2 separate regions of the Sus scrofa genome follow, and region 2 is linked to region 1. Evidence: chromatin contacts called from public Hi-C data. All regions are on one chromosome and are shown on one strand. The core of a region is the stretch at or near the end of the contact, and the rest is flanking DNA. Distances in the headings are between cores, read along the strand shown.

Region 1 (6,469 bases), core at 3,406-5,905:
AGCAACCTACTACTACACAGTACTACATAGTAGTACTATTACCTATGCAGTAGTACTACTTAGTAACATTGTGGTAGCAACCTTTCGAGCATTTTAATCCTAATAATCCAAAATTCACTGGCTTTTCTCTTCTCACACCTACTCACTCAGGACCTCAGCTTCTGCAAAGTGCCCTAGAGCCATGGATGATCCTGAACACAGTGACTCAGTCCCTCTCGTGGGGCACTTCCCGTGTTCCCTTCTTCCTACCGCTTGTCCCCTTCAGCTGAGCACCACCTCAAACTCCAAGACTCCAGCCACTGAACCCAAAGCCTTTGCAACCTCAGGGAGTCTGTTGTAAAGTATTGGGTGCTGAGGGCGGGGGGAGACCCCTAAATGCCCCTAAACTTAGCCCAGAGAGTTTTAGGAAAGCAGAGCTTTCCATTTTCTTTCTCACTATTCCCAACAAGCCTTCCATCCCTGATGCTGTGCTTTCCATGGGTTCACAAGAGAGGCTGGACAGGGAGAAAAACCTCACTAAGCCTCAGCCACAGCAGGGGTTAACAATCCGCCCCCACCCCCACTAACCACGAAGGCTAGGACATATCCAGCTAGACTCCTCCTCCCTTTAGTTTAAGCTTTTTCCCAGGAGGCATCTCAGCGGCTCCTGCAAATAGGCTTCTGGTAGGTGTTCTCCCAGACGCGCTGTCCTATGGGAAGCAGGTTGAAGCTGGGACCTTGTTCCACGTTGCCTGAGACCTGCCCTCTGGAGAAAGGGAGCACCGTGTCACCACAGGGCATGATTTTCCACAGATAATTAATTGACCCACGCGGATCATGCACCTGTGGGGGAATGCAATAGCGGTAACGGAATCTTATACAATTCTTTTTGGTTTGCAAAAATACTTTCCTGAACCCTGTCTCATTTGATGCAAGCTTTCTAACAGTTTTTTTTTAAAGTGTCATGTTGCCCACCGTCCCACAGCTTTAGCGTTAGTTGGCAAGCCAGCTGTGTTAGGTTTGACTGCCTCTCTCCAACCAGCTGTCTTCTATCCCCATAGACGCATATAATCCTGTGATACTTAGCTGAGAAGCTGTAATGATGCCGGGAGTCGTGGTAAACCACAGGCGGATTTGGGCAGATGGTGTGTCAGGGACATGAAGCTTCAGTGAGCCAATTTTCTGACAAACTGCCCTCTTGGAACAAATTGGTGCCAATACTTTGGGCACCACGGTTCGTAAAGAAAGCTATTAAAGCTGGCTGGAAGGGTTTAGCAGACCACGGCTTGGCACCACAATGAAAACTCAGCATGACTTTTGAGCGTGGCATACTGTGGGGTTGGAGGAGCAGAAGGGGCATGCGGTGTGCCTGATGGGGCATGGTGGTCATTGTGTGGTGTGGCCGGAAGAGTGCCAATGCCCAAAGCCCAGGCTCAGACCAGCCTTGTGGCACTAAGCAAGTCCTTTGAACTCTATGAAGTTGAGTTCCCCAGTCTGAAAATGGAGGTGAGCTACCCAGACCTTCTCATGGGATTGATGTAGCAGTCAAGTTAAATAATGTATAGACAAGTGTTTTGGGCAGCCTGAAATGTTACTCATCTGGGATGCATCATTGTCACTGTCATTCCCTCTTCCATCCTACCACATATATATCTCCAGATGTGAATGGCTTCAGGGCTGGAAGATGGTCATATCTATGGTCATGTCCTATGTTCCTTGTTCCTTTTCCCCCGTGTCCTCCTAGGCTTGACTTGGGTAAACTGCCTACAAGAGTTGCATGCTAAACTTTGGAGGAACTAGTTCTCTCCCTGCCTAACCCCCACCACCTGACAAAGTGCTCTGCTGCCTATCAGTGTTGACCTTAAGAGTTCAGAACCTTTAGAGTTCCTGTTGTGGCTCAGTGGTTAATGAACCCAACTATATCCATGAGGACACAGGTGTGATCTCTGACCTTCCTCAGTGGATTAAGGATCCGGTGTTGCCATGACCTGTGGAGTAGGTCACAGACTCAGCTTGAGTCCCACATCACTGTGGCTGTGGTGTAGGCCACCAGCTACAGCTCCAATTTGACCCCTAGCCTGGGAACCTCCATATGCCATGGGAGCAGCCCCCAAAAGACAAAATAAATAAATAAATAGAGAGTTCAGAACCTCAGACTGTAGTGAGGATGGATGTTTCCTGAAAAACAGTAAGTGGCAACTTCTCCAAACTCAACCATGCTATTGTTTTTTGACCATGACATTGGTATAGAAGTATCTTCAAAGTCAAGAAGACAATTTAGTCAGTTGCCAAGCCAAGAGCAAAGCTTGGTCGTGTCCACATAAGAGATGTTGGCCTAAGGGTGGTGTGTGGATGGGTTGGAAAGCGTGTTCTCAGTGGCTTGAGAGCCGGCTGTCCACGTGCTGGTGTGTCTGGCAGGTCATGATTAGTGCACTTACCGTGAGCCATGCATCCTATCAAAATATCATCTTTTCATTTCCATTTTTACTCAATAAATAATTATAAAATGCCTACCACATGCCAGGAACTGTGGCCTTGATACATTTGAAAAACAGCCAGCACACATCTAACTTATTTGCTTGGGATCTTTGTGAAATAGGTAAGAGAGTCAGGCTTCATCTTCTTTTAACCTATAGTAAAGGTTAAACTGACCCAAGGAATTGAGTGGTTTTACTGAGTCGGGGACAGAGCAGGATTGAACTGCCTTTCTTCTCACTTCTCCATCCCTGGATGCCTTTTCCATTGGTGCTTCAGTCTCAAGGCCTCTAGAGTTGTTTGAAGGTGAAAACACAGCAAGGTCAGGAACCAGGTGTCACACACCCCTCACTCCAGGGGTGGGTCGGCTGAATGGGTGTGATACAAACAGGGACCAGGAGATGCAAAGAGGAGTAGCAGGGCCCATGTTCTCTTATTGTGATTAGAGCCTCCCTTGTTTAAGGAGCTTAGGTCTTGGGAGTTCCCTGGTGGCTCAGTGGGTTAAGGATCTGGTGTTGGCACTGCTGTGCCTCAGGTTCAGTCCCTAGTCCAGGAACTTCCTCATGCCCATGCCATAGGTGCAGTGCAGTCCAAAAAAAAAAAAAAAAAAAAAGATGTAAGGGAAAAGGGACAGATATAAATGTTGAAAGACACACGTACAGCATGCCAAGATAGAAGCTGTGAGCCCAGGTTGTGGTTGAGATAGTCACCATGACAGGAGCTCTGGAGGGAAGTAAGGCTCTGGCCTCAGGGAAGCCTTCTCAGGTCAAGTGGAGTTTAGCTGCATGCCCTTGAGGAGGTGGTCACGTGGATCATGGGGGCTTAGTTTCAGGCATGAAGAGGTGGGAGGAAATAGACTCGTTATCTAGAATGTGTTGAGTGCAGAGTGGTTGGGGATCAAATAGAGGGTGGCAAGAAGGCTGGACACTTTTAAGATTGTCGCCACATTTCTCTACTTAAGAGTATCTGGGGGGAGTTCCCCGGTGGCCTAGTGGTTGAGGATTCGGTGTTGTCACTGGTGTGGCACGGGTTTGATCCCTGACCTGGGAACTTATGCATGCTGCAGGTGTGGCAAAAAAAAAAAAAAAAAAGAGTATCTAAGGACAGGAGCCCATTGTCCATGTCAGTTGGGACTCTAAGTTCCTGCCTCACACAGCCTGTCCCCTTGTCTGCAGAGTGTTCCATGCAGATAAAAAGGCTGCCCCACATCTGCAGATGCCTTTGACGGCAGCCGAGGTAGCAGGTGGGAGTGGGACTTGGGTAGTTCTTTTGGTTTTGGTCAAATACATTTGCAGTTAGGCACCAACACCATTGGGACTTCCGGGGATGGGGCAGGTGTTTCTTCAGTCACAAAGTATGTATGGATGTCACAGGGGGACTGGAGCAGACACGCCTCCTGCCATGCTCAGCATGTGCTGGATGGTCCCTAGACCAGCTCCTTCTACTAGCTGCTCCACTTTCCCTGTGGGGTTATTTATTTATTTATTTATTTTTAGTATTAGATGACGATTTTATTATTTTTTTAAATTTTTTGATTTTCATTTTTTTAAGTTTTATTGAAGTATAATTAATTTACAAGGCTGTGATCATTTCTGCTGTGCAACAAAGTGACCCAGTCATATGTATACACACATTCATTCTCTTTCAGATTCTTTTCCCACATGGATTATCACAAGATATTGGGTAGAGTTCCCTGTGCCATACAGCAGGTCCCCATGGGCCAGTCATTCCATATACCTCAGTGTGCATATGCCAATCCCCAACCCCCAGTCCTTCCCTCTCACCCGCGTCTGTGGGGTTATTTGTTTGGACACACTGACTCGGAAGCTCCCAGGGGGCCAGACACTGACCCCTCCCAGTACTGTGGGGAACACTGGTCCCACCGGGGGGTGCAGAGTACATGGCATTCGGTCTGATCAGGATGGAGTGACACTCACCCAGGGCCCTTCCAAGCAGGGATCGGGGGCCGGCTCGGGGCCCTCCTGGTTGTCGCCCCCACTAGCCTGTCAGAGTTTATCTTTGCATGAGACAGATTGTGGTGAAGGAGACAGTCAGTCCAGGAGACTGGCCTGCCCTGAGGAGGCTCAAGGGACCTTCCTGGTGCCATCTTCCTGGTACGCGAGAGCTCGGCAGCCTGTGTCAACAAGCCCAGCCCTGTTTGGACAAGATGTGGTTGACTAACGTTTTCCTCTTGGGCAGTAGGAGTGGACGGGCCTGCTGGGAGGAGCCCCTTTGCTGTAAACTACAGAGATGCCTGTCTTCTGAACCGAACCAGCGGGTCACTTCTGCCTCATTTTTTTTTTTTTTTTCCAATCCTTCAGCAGATGATGGGAGACACCATTTGTTGAGTTTGTGCAGACTCTAAATACTCCTTGGTCACTGGACTGTGCAAAAATATGGCAACAATGCAGGTGCTATGGCCTAGAAATGTTTCCGAAGGCAAGGGAGGAAAAAGCAGTTCTTCTGACAGTAAATGATACATTATACTAATATCAGAAGAATTTTTTTTTGCATGTGTGGTCAGTGAAGAGAATTTTTGGCAGTTGGTTCTCATTGAAGGAGGTCTGTATACAGCACGCTGGAGCCTGGTCAGCGCCTCTGGCTTTTTTTTTTTTTTTTTTTTTTTTTTTTTTTTTTCACATGCAGAGCTGTGGTGCCTAGGGGTCTGGGCTGTGACAGCAAGACGTGACTGCAGGCAGGGAGTGGTCAGCTTGCGCTCAGCATTCCAGATCCTGGCTGTGAGCAGAGTAAGTTGCTGGTATCCACACAGCTTTCTCCCCAGCGCCCCTCCCCAGCCAGGCCTCCCAGCCTTGCTTCAGTGTGTTCATCTGTGGTCCAAGACAAGTCACATCTCTAACCCCCCAGTTACAGCAGCCAGGAGAGCATGTGGATGCCCATCAGCCTTGCTCCAATTTAAGCAGAGGAGTTGAGCGGCAACCAATGGGATCTCCATTGCCGCAAGTGGTACCAAGGCTCTTTTGATGCAGAAGCAGTAGGAATATAGGTTTAGACTTCTGCTATTTCCAGATAATTTTTAATTTCTCCAAGCATATTTATAAATAGAGCTCAAATCATTCATTGGAGAGGGGAAAAGTGCAAGAAAATCAAATGCATTCACCTGTTGCTTTGTTCGATAAGAGATGCACACACAACATCTGTGTGTCCTTTGGTGCCTGGTGTCCTCCTCTGGGCCCAGCCTTTTGGTCCCAGGTGGACCCAGTGGGCAGTGCCAGGACAGGACATCAACTTCTCACTTGCATTAGCCCTGGTACTTAGAACATTTGCCTCTATGAGTTTTGGATAGACCCACATTTTCACCCTGCCAATCTGATTGTAAAGCTCTAGAATCCAGGGAGAGCACAGCACCTCGAAACTGGCTTGACTCCCAAAGTCAAGTACCCTTTGAAAGAGGGCAATTTAGTTTAATTAAAGGTTAGGAAGCACTCTCTTTTGATACCTACAGAAGGAAACACAAAATGGAATATGTGATCATGTTCTTTCTTTAAATGTGGTTCTAGGAGGACAACCAATAATTTATTTTGTGCCTTCTATGTACCAGACACTCCATATGTAGTTATTTTTTAACTAAGAAATCCTGTGCTTCCCCCTCACAAGGGTAGGTTGGGGTGTAGAGTGGGTGAGACCTTGGCCAGGACTGACCATCTGATGTGGCTGAGGGTCTGGATTCACATCATGATTTTGACTCCAGAGCATGGCTTTCACTCTCAGCACCCATGACATTGGGCCATGGAATTCTTGGTTGTGGGGCCTGCATCCCTGACATCTGCCCCCTCCATGCCTCCAGAACACCAGCATCGCCAACCCATAATAATGTCCCCTGCCACTTGTGACAACCCGCAATAATATTATCCCCTGCCAACCAACATCACCCTTTGTGGAGAACCAGTTCTCTGTGGGCTTTATTTTTTCCTGCTGCAGTGCATTCAGAAGGCAATTTGTGGTACCTTTAAAGACTCTCTGTGGCTGGCTTACTTATGTTTATATTAATTGTTTG
Region 2 (6,287 bases), core at 2,262-4,761, 390 kb after region 1:
CTGAGCCACAAGAACTCCTATTTTTAATCTTTATTCTGTTCCAAGCTTGGCTGAGATAGTATGGCACCACAATATTGGTGGATTTTTTTTTTTTTTTGACAATGACCTTTAAGTGGGGTTTTTCCAGAATTTCCAAAGGAACATGAGTTTTTTGAAAAAAAAACTTGCTAATTCTGATATATCCCTATTAGGGAAATATCACTTCATTACCCACATTGAGAATAGTTATTTCATACAGCAGATAAGCCTAAATTCTTTCCATGATACCCACGGCTCTTCAAAACCTGTCCTCTGCTTACTTTTCCAGATCCTTCTCTATACTTTTCCTATGTTATACCAGTATAGGCTCAAACATCCCATCAACTCCCACATCTTTAAGCTTTTGCACATGCTGTTTCCTCTATGCAAAGCCCCCCTTTTTTTCCATCTTCACCTAGTGAAAGCCCCAAAGGAAAATTCACTCCAGTGCAACTGAACCTTCTGACTTAAGCTTTTCTTGATTCTTCTTGACAAAAGTTTTCCTTTGACTTTGTTGCCAAAGAACTCCCTAGATTCACATTGTGTTATAGTCATTTATGTTCATCTTCTTTGCAAATCCAGAAGCTCCAGGCATTTGGGGACCCTGCCTTATTCATGTTTGGACTTCCAGAACACTGCACACTGCTTGGCTAGCCAGTGACCCAGAAATGCTTTTTGAGTTGAATTATTTCTTTAGCTTTAAATAGTAAGACTTCCCTGTGCCTCTGTATTACCCACCCAACTAGACTTGAAGCTCCAAGAAAATTTAAAAGGAGAGAGACATGTGGTCCCCTTCCTCTCTGATAGTCCCGTGCACAGCATAAACTGTGCAATTTCACTACTGTTATTAATTCAGACAGGATATCTAGATAATTTTTTTAAGTGTGGTTATTTCTAAAAGTTAATGTTGATCCTATTTAATTTTAACAATTCAAAATATTTAGTGTAGATAAGTATTCTCTCCACAGTAAGCGTAAAGGCTGTTCCCATAAGTATAGTAAGCCATGCAGTGGAACTGAACCATATTTGGGATTCTAATCCAATTAGGAATTGGGCTCTAGGCGACTCCTGCAGCCTCCTCAGGGGCTGGCCCTCCCTTCCCCTACCAGATCCTCATTATTTTTTAATATCCTCCACATTACCCCTGCTCAGAGATATCATTGAAGGAACACACTGTCCGGAAACCCAAGTAATAGAGGGAGACTTTGCTTGTCTGGCCCCCACAAATATGCCTGCCAAGAAGAAGATAGAAAAATGCCTACTGATGAAAGACATCATGGCGGTGCCAAGCACTGCAGAAAAATCACCCATTAGCATTTGGTTGTTACGAACTTTCTCTCCCAGTGGTGTTGCCAGGGCCAGTTAAAATTCAGGTTGTCTACTGTACAGCTTGAGGAAAGTCAGCCTTTTCCAGGGATTCTTCCAAATTCTAAATTCTTAGGTTGGGGAAAGCAAGACAATTCCAGAGACTGCACAGAAGCACAGTGAAACTTCACCACTTCAGCAAAGTTCTAAAATGCTAATAATTTCCACACCCAAGATGTTACTGTATCCCTTTCTCTCCAATTTCATCGAATACAGAGAGCTCTGGCCATTAAAGTTTCATAAGGACTCAAAGCATAGTATCACCTAAGCCACATAAAGACAGTGCCAGCTTCTCATTATGAACGCAAATCAACACAAAGACTCACTAAGGTACTCTGAAACACACCCGTGGTTCAGTATGCAGTTTAGATAAAGTTGGGCATGACGTCTGATATGTGATAGTTATTACAAGGATTCTAGAATATACTTCAAAAACCTGCACACAGAATTATGGACAGTTATGCAAGGAAATATGGGAAGTAAAACAGAAAAATCTTTGAAATCTGAACTTGAGGGTCTTACCTGGGAAACAAAACCAAACCTGATTGCAGCCAGAGTGTTTTTGTGAAATAAAATCATTACTCATGGGGGATTCTAGTAATGTTTTATTTCTAAGTTATTAATATTGCTAAATTTAGTGTAAGTCACAGAATGAATATACACACCTTGGGATATCCATGGAAATGACTTTCAGACTTTATTTTTCCAAAACGTAATTCAAAACCTAATGAGCAAGCCTAAAACCGCATATTTTGAGGCAGTGAGCCAACATACTAATTCCTTCTCTATTAAGAGAGAGGACTTGGAATTTTATGTTGTATTATTATCACTATCGAAGCTACAGCTAGTCCAGTGAGGTATGTACAACCCCCCAGAGTACACATGCACTAAGAAGCAACAGATGGGAAACCCTGGTCTTTAATTCTGTGACAAACTGAGGTTCTTCAAATAATCCCAGTAATCACTTTACTATTCCTTTCTCAATTCACTCATTGTCTCTAAAGAGTGACCCACCCTACGGACCAAACCCATCTGTCCAACAGTATCATTACAGAAACAGTGAAGCAGATTACCCATCTTTGCCTCACATACTCCCAACTTTGCCAACTTTGTATTTTGTTTGTTTGTTTTTTTTAATTGAAAACGGGTAGGAAATGAAAAAACAGCATTAGGTCATAGATAGCATCATCAAACAGCAGGTGAGGAGGGGCTAGCTATTGAGTTCTCTCTGCTATTAAAAGTAAAAGTGGGGAGTTACCATTACAGCTCAGCAGGCTCCAGACCCAAATGGTGTCCATGAGGATGCAGGTTCAATCCCCTCTCAGTGCACTGAGGATCCAACATTGCCACAAGCTGCGGTGTAGATCGAAGATGTGCTTTGGACCTGGCATTGCTGTGGCTGTGACGTAGGCCAGCAGCTGCAGTTCCAATTCAGCCCCTAGCATGGGAACTTCCATATGCCATGGGTGCAGCCATTAAAAAAAAGAAAAAGGTAAAAGTGAAATGTGTGCCTAAGACTCAAGGATTACTGATTAGGAAAATAGTCTCCACATCATTACCACTGTCATATAGAAAGCTCCCTGCTAGCAAGAAGAGGCTTAGAGGCATGGTTGTGCTAAACTTCCTAGTTACTCTTCAAAATATGAACTAGACAGACATTGAACAAGTCTTCACTTTATCAAAATGCTTTTTTTTTTTTTAATTGAAAAGGGGTAGGAAATGAAAAAACAGCATTAGAGACACTGGTCTCTCCACCATCTAATATTCAAACAAGCTTTAATGAGCAACTACAAGGCACCCATACATATATATACTTTGTATACACTCTTGGGAATGTATGTAAAGAAACAGTTTATACGTTGAGAGGCTTGTATTCTAGCTGAGAAGAGCTATTTGTGAGGTTGTTTCTCATTTTCAGGACAGCTGAGCTGGTGTAAATTTTAAAATCTTATTCATACATGACTTTTTCATTGACGGAAAAGAAAACCCAGGGCCATACAGGCCGATTTGTCCAGCAACAATATCCGTGGTTGTCTGTGTTGCTTGCATTACCTAGTAACGAGCCACTCCAGGCCCACTCATAACTAACCTCCTCAAATCTATTTTCATGAGTAAGCAAGGAGGTATTTGGCTTTCTACCTTAATATTTGAACAAATGACCAATGATGTGTGCCTAGGCCACAACCACCCTCTCCTGGCCACTTCTAGTCTCCCCAGGGGATTAGTCATTTGATAAATCTGCCATTGAATGGGTTTTAAATTATAGGTTAATCGGCAGGGAAAACAAACAAGAAGGTTTACGTGTTTTTCATTAAGATCTGGGCCCTGGCCTAGGAAGCCTCCTTTGGAGGAAGCTGGGAAGAGAGATGGCTTAAATTTACAAAAATTGCTCACCCCAGCCAAAAGGCACACTCATTATACAAGACATAAGTTGAGATGCCAGAAAAGGGCTCACAAAATTGAGTATAATCTTCATTTCTCTAAGTAATGGACCCAAGGAGAAATATTTTCTGCTCCAATTGGAGAGGCTAGGTCACGTTAATGGAAAAAACCACTAAAATAGTAATCAGAGTGACTGGATTCAGTTCAGCATTAAGACTGCTGTATGACCTTTGCTTCCTATCTCTGGCTATTTTCTTCATTTGTAAAACAAACAAGTCAGAAGAAGATCAGGAGGCTTACAAACTAGGTTTCTAGGGATCCATGGAGGTATTTTAGCAGTTCTGCAAACACTTGTGTTATTTTAAAAGGATATTTAACTTTAAAAACAACAGATTTTTTAAAAAAACACATATGGTCACACCAAAACCTACATACTTGTTTTTTTTGTTTGTTTTTTGGCCACACCCACAGCATATGGAAGTTCCTGGGTCAGGGACTGAATCTGAGTCACAGCCACAGTTGAGGCTATGCCAGATCTTTAACCCACCACATCAGCCGAGGATCAAACTCATACCACTAGAGACAACACCAGATCCTTGACTTGTGCCACAGCAGGAACTCCGAAACCTATATATTTAGATACCACCAGCACACACAGGCCTAAGGTGTACTTTGTTTTTTGGGTTGGTTTGTTTTTTAGTCTTTGAAATACACAGTTTTCCTTGACATATTTCTGAATCTATTCAGACGTTTTGAAAAATGACTTCATTGATCAGGAAAAGTCTAACTGCACTGGTCTTTCTTTCAATTCATATTTGTACATATATAAATGTAAGTATATTCTACAGAACAGGCACAACATATTCAATTGTGCACAGGCAAGGCTCAAGCTAATCTCTCTGTGCAGGGCCCCTACTTTCGCAAAACAGCCCACTGTCCAATAACAAGCACATGAATGTGCAGAGTAACAGATGATTTTTAGCATTTAATTTTATACTTGGTGCTTTTTGACAGAGTGATGTTTACTATTAAAACTAATTCCAGCAGTTCTTAATTGCTGATTCAACTGTAAAGTAAAAATTTCCTACAGTTTCAATCTTGGGGGATTATTTTAATTGAATACAGCCCTAGGGTAGTAAAGGATTTTTTTTTTCCAAAAACTATTTCTACTTTTAACTATCTATTTTGTAGAATGTGATTTTTTGTGATTTTTCTTAAGATAAAACATAGAAAGTAATTGGATCCCACGGTTAATATATGACTAGACATTTAAAAATCACTAAATTCAAACTTATGTCAAATTTTTGCAGAAAATATCTGCAAAATACATATCTGACAGAAGATTTGCATCTAGAATACAGAGCTCTGTTAAAATGAAAGAAAACAACTTCCCCTTCCCAAAATGGGTAAAAGATCTGCATGGACAGTCCACAAAGAAGATAAATTGTCAATATACAAGCACATAAAAAGATGCTCAACATACTTAGTCATTAGGTAAAATGAAAATTAAACCACAATGAGATACCACTACATACTTATTGGAAGGAAGGAAGGGAGAGAGGGAGAGGAAAACTGACCCATCTGACAATACCAAGTGTTGACAAGGATATGGAGCAACTAGAATTCTCAGCTTGCAAATGGAATGTAAAATGGTATGGCTAATCTGGAAAACAGTTTGTCTGTTTCTTAGAATGTTAGCTATACACTTTCCACATGACCCAACAATCTCACTCCCAAGTAGCTGCCCAAGTGAAATAAAAACATACATTAATACAAAAATCCATATGCAAATGTTTTTAGCAGTTTTAGTTTTAATTGCCTGTGATGGTTAATTAATGTGTCAACGTTACTGGGCCATGGGATGCTCAGATATTTGACTAGATATTATTCTATGTGTCTCTGTGAGGGTTTTTTTCAGATGAGATTAACAATTGAAGGGTAGCCTGAGTAAGGTAGACTGCTCTCCCTAATGCAGGTGGGCTTCATCCAATCAGTGAAAGGTATGAATAGAATAAAAAGGCTGACTCCTCCTAAGAAAAAATTCCACCTGTCTAGATGCCTTTGAACTGAGGCACTGGCCTTTCCTGTCTTGAGAGTGAAACATCAACATCGGCTCTTCCTAGGTCTCCAGGCTGCCGACTCACCCTGCAGACCTTGAGACTCCAGGCTCCATAACTGTGTGAGCCATTCCTTATAATAAATCTCTTTCTAGATAGACATCTTATTAGTTCAGTTCCTGCAGAGAGCCCTAATGCACTGCCCCAAATTGGAAGCCACCCAAGTGTTCTTCAACTGGTGAAAGAGCTCTTCAACAAACTGTAGCACATGCACAAAGTGGAATTCTAATCAGAAACAAAAAGGAATGAACCACTGGTAGATGCAACAGCACGAATGAATCCCTAATGTATTATATGCTAAGTGTGAGAAGCTGGACTTAAGAGGCTACATACTACATGATCACATTAACACAACATTCTGGGAAAGTCAAAGCTGTGGGGGCAAAAAAAGCATCAGCAGTTGCC

The links. A called contact is a pair of places that touch in the nucleus more often than the background predicts.
Region 2: a Hi-C map of mesenchymal stem cells shows a contact between it and region 1, with 4 times the contacts expected there. The contact joins two enhancer-like sites. A contact is called at or near these places in 1 of 5 promoter capture datasets (liver) and 20 of 47 Hi-C or Micro-C datasets (adipocytes, adipose tissue, alveolar macrophages and 13 more).

What each region holds. Positions count from the first base shown.
Region 1 is chr1:136,542,411-136,548,879 of Sscrofa11.1, forward strand. The region is part of intron 2 of SCG5 (secretogranin V); the gene reads left to right. Among named protein-coding and RNA genes, the nearest start is that of SCG5, 20 kb to the left of the region's middle. Within about 2 kb of position 4,656, at least 7 of the 83 cell types and tissues checked have an H3K27ac peak or open chromatin away from gene starts, as enhancers often do. A contact at or near this core is called in embryonic fibroblasts, where this site is marked.
Region 2 is chr1:136,929,125-136,935,411 of Sscrofa11.1, forward strand. The region is part of intron 7 of FMN1 (formin-1); the gene reads right to left. Among named protein-coding and RNA genes, the nearest start is that of FMN1, 230 kb to the right of the region's middle. Within about 2 kb of position 3,512, at least 10 of the 83 cell types and tissues checked have an H3K27ac peak or open chromatin away from gene starts, as enhancers often do. A contact at or near this core is called in embryonic fibroblasts, where this site is marked.